Regions from separate parts of the Mus musculus genome. Here region 1 is linked to region 2. Evidence: chromatin contacts called from public Hi-C data. All regions are on one chromosome and are shown on one strand. Each heading gives the region's core, a stretch centred on a gene start, on an enhancer-like site or on the middle of the called end of the contact. The rest is flanking DNA. Distances are from core to core; before and after follow the strand shown.

Region 1 (4,021 bases), core at 741-3,240, 140 kb before region 2:
TAGTATTCCACTGTGTAAATGTACCACATTTTCTGTATCCATTCCTCTGTTGAGGGACATCTGGGTTCTTTCCAGATTCTGGCTATTATAAATATGGCTGCTATGAACATAGTGGAGCATGTGTCCTTATTACATGTTGGAGCATCTTCTGGGAATATGCCCAGGAGTGGTATAGCTGCTGGGTCCTCAGGCAGTACTATGTCCAATTTTCTGAGGAACTGCCAAACTGATTTCTAGAGTGATTATACCTGCTTGCAATCCCACCAGCAATCGAGGAGTGTTCCTCTTTCTCCACATCCTTGCCAGTATCTGCTATCACCTGAGTGTTTTTTTTTTTTTTTAATCATAGCCATTCTGACTGGTGTGAGGTGGAATCTCAGGGTTGTTTTGATTTGCCTTTTTCTGATGACTAAGGGTGTTGAACCAGAGGCAAGGATTATATATTGATGTTTTATTTGGGATGTGCACTTCCAGGTGTCCAGAGTAAGAGGAAAAGATGTGGAAACAGGAGAAAGTCAGGATTATGTTTTAAGTGTTGGTGACTGTATCACACAGCAGGATGTCTCTAGGCCAGGAACACATGGAGAAGCTGGGTCCCAGGACGGTCTAAGGAAGACAGAGGAAGGGAACTCATCTTCTCTGGCTCCTTCCTATCCATGGGGAATCAGCCCCTAGCACTTCTGCAGTTTTTCAGGCAGCCTCTTTGGCAGCTGTTTTGGATCCAGAGTCTATGTGACACAGATTTCTTCCTGTCCAGAAGTGTGTGTGTGTGTGTGTGTGTGTGTGGTCCCAAACAGGGTAGGCAGAAGGTTGAAGGGCTTGAAGATGCACTTTGCCATTGAGGCTATGCAGGGAGAGATTTCTGTCTGCTTTATACCCCGCTACCTTTCACGACCCCTTGTCCCTGGCTTCAGTGATGACTCAAAGCTGTGCTGAAAGTCTAAAAGGATGGGAACATCACAGGCACCTGACCAACTGGACTTCTCCCTTGGGAGACTTTCAAAGTGGCTGTCGGAAAGAGCGCTCTCCTTTGTCCCCTGACATCAAGTTATACATGGGACCAGTGCCAGAGGAGGAAGGCAGCATGTGTAGAAAGAGTGCCAATGCTGTCTCAAACAAAGCCAGGCTCCAGGATTCCTGGTTCCGGTGCTACTCTTGGTCCTCCTGGCTTTAGTTCCAAGTGATGTAAAGTCTCCTCGCTGGGGTGTCTGCCTGTCTGCTGGAGCTGGGCTCCTGCCACTTACAGAGCTTCTGGACTAATGGTGAGTATGACCATGAAGAACAGGGATGGATATCTCGAAATACATAACTATTAAGAAAAATAAGCAATCCTGAAATTTAAAACGTCCCTCTACAGTTAGATTGCTCCCCCACAGAATGCTGAGCTGTTATAATAAAGGCCTGGGTGAACACTTTAGTTCTAGCTCATAATTGGAAAATATCACATTGGTTCAGATATTAAATCCTTGCCAGAGGGACCCCAGCAGCCCCGGATACATACCCTCATGGAAGATCCACATGCAGATCTGTCTTGAAGGCAAAGACCAGCTATCGGATGTGTTTCAGGGTGCCCTGAAGAGGGACCAAGTTAGGGGCCTGCAACCCAAGCGGACCAAGTTAGGGGCCTGCAACCCAGGCGGCTCACCACAGGCAGTGAGTCTGTGTTAATATCTTGGAGGAGTTTGAATATTGTTCAATTATCACATGCAGAAAGCCTCCAGCTTGCAGGCACCGTTTGTCAGCTGGGCTTCTAGGGGCCGGGAACTAATCATTAAGGCTGCCAAGAGGTGGAGAAGCCTTCTCTCAGCAGCCTCCCGGCCTCCAGCATGCGGTACATTTTCCTATTTCACTTGGATCTGCTCCTAATGATTGAACTATAGATTATTAATGCGGAACACCTCTGGGATGCTAGAGTGACTGTGCAGGGCTCTATTCTGCCCTTGGAGTCTTCAGCACGTATCCTGGCCTGGCAGACGGTGTTCTGGCAGCTGTCAGAGCTGCTGGGGCCAGGAGGGTACCGTGGGCTCCAAACAGCGGCTCCTATTAGCAGCTACAGGGGCATCGTTGGTGGCATTTGGTGCTCTCGTCTCCCCAAATTACCGGATGGAGTGAATAATAAGCCACAAAATGCATCTCAGGGGTTTGCTGCAAGGGTGACAAGAAGTGTTTTTTTAAGAAGGAAAGGAAAGTGGTTTGGGCCATGCTGGGGCTTTGCCATCTGTCACTTCACAAAGTTATCCTGGGCATGTGTCAGGAAGACAGTTCGGCATCACGCAGGCAGCCTCGTGTGTGGATGAGACGATCCTGTAGCAGTGTGAACTCTGGGCTGCCGGAGCGGCAGCGCAGCAGGACGACGGCTCCCTAAGAATGACTCTGAGCTGAAAAATCTTCTGCCTGGCATCTACAGACTTCACAGCTGCTCAGGGAGGGAGCCTAAGGCTTCTTGTACAGATAAAGGGAATCAAGTTTTGAGACCAGACAGGAGAGGTCTAAAGGGGCCCTTGTGTGCTCTCTCCTTATTACACATCACCACCGACAGGGTGAACCAGGCAACCTTCAAGACCTAGAAGGGAGCAGAGGCTGTTAAATCATCAGAACCAGGGGGTACAGACAACTGCCACCATTGCTGAGTGGGGCTTTGCAGGGTTCCAAGAGCCTCGGACAGCCCAGAGCCCTCTCTGCCTGCCTGTGTGGCAGTTGTCCAAGTGTGAGGACACAAAAAGGGCCAGAGTTGATCAATTCAACTCAGCTTGGGTTCACAGCACAACACAACCACATCAGTGGAGTCTGAATGGTGTAAAAACCAGAAATCTATTCTGAAAGTTCAAAAGCAAGGTGTCCCACACTTTCCTTCCACAACTAACTTTATGGCTTGTAGGAGACTGCCTTCTAGCTGTGTCCTCCTGTGGTAAAGACCCTTACCTCCTAAAGACCCAAGACAGTCACTTCAGTTAGAGGCTCAACACGTCGGTTTGGTGTGGTGAGACACGAGTCGGTCTCTGGCATGGGGCTGTAAGTGGGGTTTCCAAGTAGAAGGAAGTAATGAACAGAGAATTAAACAGGTTAGTGGATAGAGAATGCCACAGAGATGCCGCTGGGTGTGGACGGGGTGATGTCTGTCTTGTGGGAGACTTTTCTCAGTACTAGTGTCTGAAGATGTCATATAATAAGTTGTAAATCTGCTTTAATTTTGAAAGAAGTCCGAGCTTTGAAGCTGTTTCTCCACTGTACCCAGCTTGCATTTTTTCTGATGTTTCCTTTGCCATCCTTACATTTATATCTCTGTAAATAATTTGCCTATTTTCTCCTTTTGCTTTTTCTCACTTTTCTCTCTGGTTATCAGCTCTTTGATAATGATATGCCTTGGTGTAATTTTCTTCATTTTTCTTGAAATTTGTTGAGCTTAGATTTGTGGCAGTAGATGATGCACGCATATCTAACTCGCAAGCTGCAGGCTGCCTGCACCCAGGAGCGTTATAAATGTGGTCCAACTCAAGACCTTAAACTTAAAATGTGTGCGAGTGCATGTGCGAGTGTGTGTCTGTAGTGAGAGTGTGTATAGTGTGTGTGTATAGTGTGTGAGTAGTGTGTGTGTGTAGTGTGTGTGTGTGGTGTGTGTGTGTGTGGTGTGTGTGTGTGGTGTGTGTGTGTGTGTTACTTTGTAACATGTCAGCATTATTCTCCAGCATGATTTTAATAGGTGACAATGTTATGTCACCATGTCAAGGGATTGGAAACACCTGGTACGGGTCCAACAGATTTAGAAACATTGTTTCATTTCTTCAGTCCACCTGAAGCTGTTCTGTGCTCCATTGTGAATTGAAGCTTGACTGAGCTTCCGTTTCTTCTCTGTTTCATTGGAGGCATTTTTCACACTGATGACTTCCAATTCACTGATTGGCAAGGGCTCATCTGCCACAAACACCATGTAGAATAATTTTATCTTAGATATTCCAGGTTTCATCTCTAGAAGCTTGGGCCATTTTATACGCCCTCTGTATCTGTACGTAGGACTCTGTGC
Region 2 (4,382 bases), core at 1,771-4,270:
CTTGTGCCAGGTTCAAATTGGCAACCCACGGAGATGAAAGGCATTCTATCCCATTACTCATGCCTGGGGTGATCTGTCCCCTTGAAGATTGGCTTCCTAGGTGAAAGCGAGGGACCGACAGCTACTCAGAGATGCTCTAAGCAGGATAAAAGGCATGAAAAGCAAGTGGCTGGAGAGAAAAGACAGCAGTAATGCGTGGAAGCTGATGCACGTGGCCAAGGGATGTGAGGCTTGCAGCGACACGGGAACTGTGTGAGAAATGGCGCTTATCAGCCCTGCGTGCTTCAGCCACGGGAGTTCTGTCCGCTCTTCTTGAACACAGGGGTGCTAGGAATACATTGAAATTCCTCCCGGAACAATCCTATTAAGCTCAACGTATCTCAGACAATTGTTTAAAGTGTTAAACACATCTAAAATGTTTTTTAAAAGAGAGAAAAAAAGCCTTCCACATAAATCAGCGCCTTATTTTGAGTATCTAGGTCCACTCCGTGAGGGGTCAGTTACAATGTTACTGATCCTTTCCGTTTTCAACATTATTACTCCAGTGTAGTGCGGCTGCTGCGTGGTTTGTTTGTGACAGTGCTGGGCATCAAACAGAAACCTTTCCCACAAGCGTTCTTCCACCAGGCTATGTCCCTAGTCCAGACATTATCCATTGGTCTTGAAACCTGCACACCTCTTTGTTTTATGCAAAGCCGATGGTCTAACTGCAGGCACTGTATAGGCTAAATGCCACCGACCTACTTTCCCAATCCCTTGCTAAATCTTAATCTTACTTAAGCCACATGTCAAGATTTGATGTGGTCAGCAATGGTAGAAGCGTTCTTAACCAGTTGCAATTTCCCAGCACCATAAACACCCCAGCATTAGGTAGCAAGCAAACACCCACACCATTGTTTTTCTCAACAGCCCAATGAGGGCTTTCCTTCCTATCCCCCAGGTTTAAACTCTCTGTCTCCATTGTGCCTGTACATGGGCCAGGAATCTAAACAAAGAAGGAGTCACGCATCCTGACATGGGCAGGAAAGGGTTATTACACGTAAGCAGTGATTTCAAATCACACCAACCTGGGAAGTAATGCAAGGATCACTTTTTAATGAAACAAAATGTTTTCTCTGGCTTTCTTTCCACCTGGAGCTCCAGTTCATCTGAGGGTGGCCCAGTACCAGAAGTGACGGGCAGAGGACGGACTGGGGGTGTCTTGCATGCTTGAAACATGTTCCTGCTACTAGCAACAGCTCTGAATGCCTCCCCTGTAGCTCCAACCCTCCCACTCATTCCGTGACAGTGCTGACTGAAGTCACAGGAGCCCCACTATGCAAAAGACCTTCCTTTTACGGAGCCCTGTCTATGTGAAGGCATTTCAGGAGAAGGGTCAGGATCTCTTACCTTTCTTGGATCTGATTCACAAGCCGCAAAGCATCCTGTGGTGAGACCACGCCCTCTGCCTCCTGAGGCTCCTCCCCTCTGACCCGTAGGACCCAAATTGTCCAAGAATACATCATTGCTTCCAGGTGCTGAGTAGATGGGGATTTTGGTGGTCCTCCAGGGGAGGTTTGGAGTAAGAAGCCAAGTGTAAACTAAATTGATCTATGAAGACCTAAGCACATGGAAGCTTCTGTAGCAACTGGAAAGACTGATTCTATGTCCGCAAAAATCTAACAGTAGCATAACTGAACTTGGATTTTGTCTGTCTATGCTTTTTAAATCTCATTTTTTCCCCCAGGAATTAATGTTGTTAAAACTAGGAAAGAGGGGGCTGGTGAGATGGCTCAGTGGGTAAGAGCACCTGACTGTTCTTCCGAAGGTCCAGAGTTCAAATCCCAGCAACCACATGGTGGCTCACAGCCATCTGTAACAAGATCTGACGCCCTCTTCTGGTGTGTCTGAAGACAGCTACAGTGTACTTACATATAATAAATAAATAAATAATTTTAAAAAACTAGGAAAGATTGAACATTTAAAAAAAAGCTATAAGGGAAAGGTCTCTCACTCATGGGGAGCTGGGGAGGTGGGTAGGAAACTATCTTCTATAATAATTGAATCTGCTTGTCACTTTTGATAATAAAAAAGTTAAAACAAACAACTTGCTGTTCATTTTCAATGAGCAACAATTTGTAATTGTTAGGGGATAAGGATAAATTTTGTAATTTTACCAATATAAGGATCAGGCCAGACTTGAAGAGGAGGCCTCTTGGCTGGGTCTGCTCCATCCCTGCCCCTGTAAGGCTGAGCTGGGAGCAAGGTGTCTGCACCCTCCCTCTGTGCGGAGGCTGAGGCGGCCCCTCATCTCTGAGGGGCAACTCCTCAGCTCGATGTTTTAAACGCTCACACGTTCATGTTCCTCTTTTAGCTTTCAGGAAGAGCAAATCTTAGCCACTACAATATTTTGTTTTTATAATAACTTCAACTCAAAGTACCCAGAACATTGGAAGCCTACATGTTGGTCAAGTTCACACAGTTATGCTGTCCACTTAAATTACAATCAAAGCATGGCTTTGCCTTTCACATTCACAAACATTTACACTCGGGTTCCAACCCTTTTCTTGTCTGGTCTCAATGGCGTCCCAGGGTTATTTTCTACCTCGAGGTAGGTAAAATGAACAAGGCTCATTTTGACTTCCCACTTTTACGTGTGCATGTTTAAAACAAACAAACAGCTTATCCTCAGCTTAACACCCAACAACTCCAACATGGCATTTCTCTGTCAACTTTGTCCTAACAGCAAAAAGACCACTGACTGACTTAAAGCGAACGATCAATTGAAAAGAGGATTCTTCTTTTGAGGATGGGGAAGGAAGATAAAACTATGCTGGGGTGCGCACGGCTCTAGGTCACTCATTTGTCCAGGAACCAGCAACAACACACGAGGTGCCCCTGCTGTATCCTCTGAAGGAGGATGTGGCTACTGTTTTAGGCTTTCTATGAAATAAGCACTCGAGGGCAAGGCTGCAGGGAGCCCTTGCAGGGCGCCGCCTGTAAGGGTATGAGCGCCAGGTTCCCTGTAATTAAGAAGCAGCCTGCTTGGTGAAGACAGGGCTGCCACCCCATCTGCCAAGCCCGCGGGAGCTGGCACCGTGCCTCCCTGCCTGCCGCCCTGCTACCCACCTGATCCTTGGAGACCTCCTTTGATGGAGCGTTTATGCCAAGCTTTTCCAGAGGATAGACAATCTGTCGTCGTGGTCGCACGGGAACCAAGTAATGAAGGGCAGATGTCAGGGAGTGGGAGTAAGAGCTCTGGAGCTGAAAGACAACCATCTCTATTTTAGGGGAGAGAATGTCAGAGGCACAGCGCAGATGTCTTCGTGCTGCTCGACAAATACAAAACTCTTAACTCGGCCAAGTCAGAGAGGGGAGGGGAAAAAAATCAGCAAATAAACAAACATACTCTTCGAGCAGAGGAATGAATTGCAGATAATGCCTCACACTAATGAAGATAATTATGAGGGTAATTACTTTACTATCTCTGTGGGAATGACAGATAAACAAGTGGTTTGGTTTATGGGATTTTTCAGTACAAGTATTTCCCCCAGGAGACTATCCCTCTCCACAGTGATCATGAATCAGCTTGATCTGACCCCATTAAGCTGTGTTATCTGAGTCCTGTTAACCTTTGTGTGTTTGGCACAAGACGCTTTGACACACAGAGATGAAAATGCCATCCAGGGGGCAACCTCGCCCAGATGTGAAGGCGCTCCAGTAACTTTACTTGGGCTTTTTTTTAAAAAATAAAATGAGGGTCTCGTGAAAGAACTGGGATGTGGGGAACAGGAGAGGAGGAGCGAATGATTTTGATTTGTAGAACGACTGAACCGTGAACTGCATTTATGCTTGTTGAAATAGATAATACATAATTTGTATAATAATGCTTTAAGTAGTCATTTAATCTAGTTTTTAAAACTTGACAGAGAATGGTGGCTGACATTTATGAAATCTTGGAAATAATAATAATAACACCTCAGGGCCAAGAAATCATTTCAGCCTCAAGGGTAAAACTGTGAAAAGCGAAACTGGCAATGATGTATCTATTTGTTGAATTAGAGTCAGAGAGCAAAGAAGTCTAGCAGAACATTAGCTGTATTTTAATAAATATAATGCTTTGCAGACGATTCATGTACTGTTTTATAAGTAGCCACGAACATATTTTACGAGCTTCTAGAAATGCTTTCTAGAATCTTTAACCACTGCACATCATACCCTGACTTCACATGTTACTGAGCAGCATTACCCAGGAAACCCTGCCCAGGGTGCTGTGTGTGTATGTATATATAATATATATTATATCTGTGATTGTCTATGCCGGTGCTTCTCAGCCTTCCTAATGCAGTGACCCTTTAATACAGTTCCTCGTGTTGTGGAGACCCCCAACCATAAAGTTATCT

What was found. Hi-C and Micro-C count contacts between places; a contact is called where the count stands out from the background.
Region 1: a contact with region 2 is called in a Hi-C map of cerebellum, with 1.7 times the contacts expected there. The contact joins two enhancer-like sites. A contact is called at or near these places in 1 of 15 datasets of contacts at CTCF or cohesin (large pre-B cells), 4 of 484 Hi-C or Micro-C datasets (the N1E-115 cell line, cerebellum and embryonic stem cells), 4 of 115 datasets of contacts at active chromatin or transcription factors (acute myeloid leukemia, differentiating embryonic stem cells and embryonic stem cells) and 4 of 9 other capture datasets (adipose tissue, embryonic stem cells, liver and 1 more).

The regions. Positions count from the first base shown.
Region 1 is chr2:146,182,295-146,186,315 of GRCm38.p6, reverse strand. All of the region lies in intron 25 of Cfap61 (cilia and flagella associated protein 61), which reads right to left. Among named protein-coding and RNA genes, the nearest start is that of Insm1, 38 kb to the left of the region's middle. Within about 2 kb of position 1,990, at least 6 of the 459 cell types and tissues checked have an H3K27ac peak or open chromatin away from gene starts, as enhancers often do. A contact at or near this core is called in cerebellum, where this site is marked.
Region 2 is chr2:146,044,274-146,048,655 of GRCm38.p6, reverse strand. It overlaps Cfap61 (cilia and flagella associated protein 61), which reads right to left. Exons shown (of 27, transcript NM_001369121.1): 17 at 3,109-3,243. Among named protein-coding and RNA genes, the nearest start is that of Gm34629, 53 kb to the left of the region's middle. Within about 2 kb of position 3,020, at least 34 of the 459 cell types and tissues checked have an H3K27ac peak or open chromatin away from gene starts, as enhancers often do. A contact at or near this core is called in cerebellum, where this site is marked.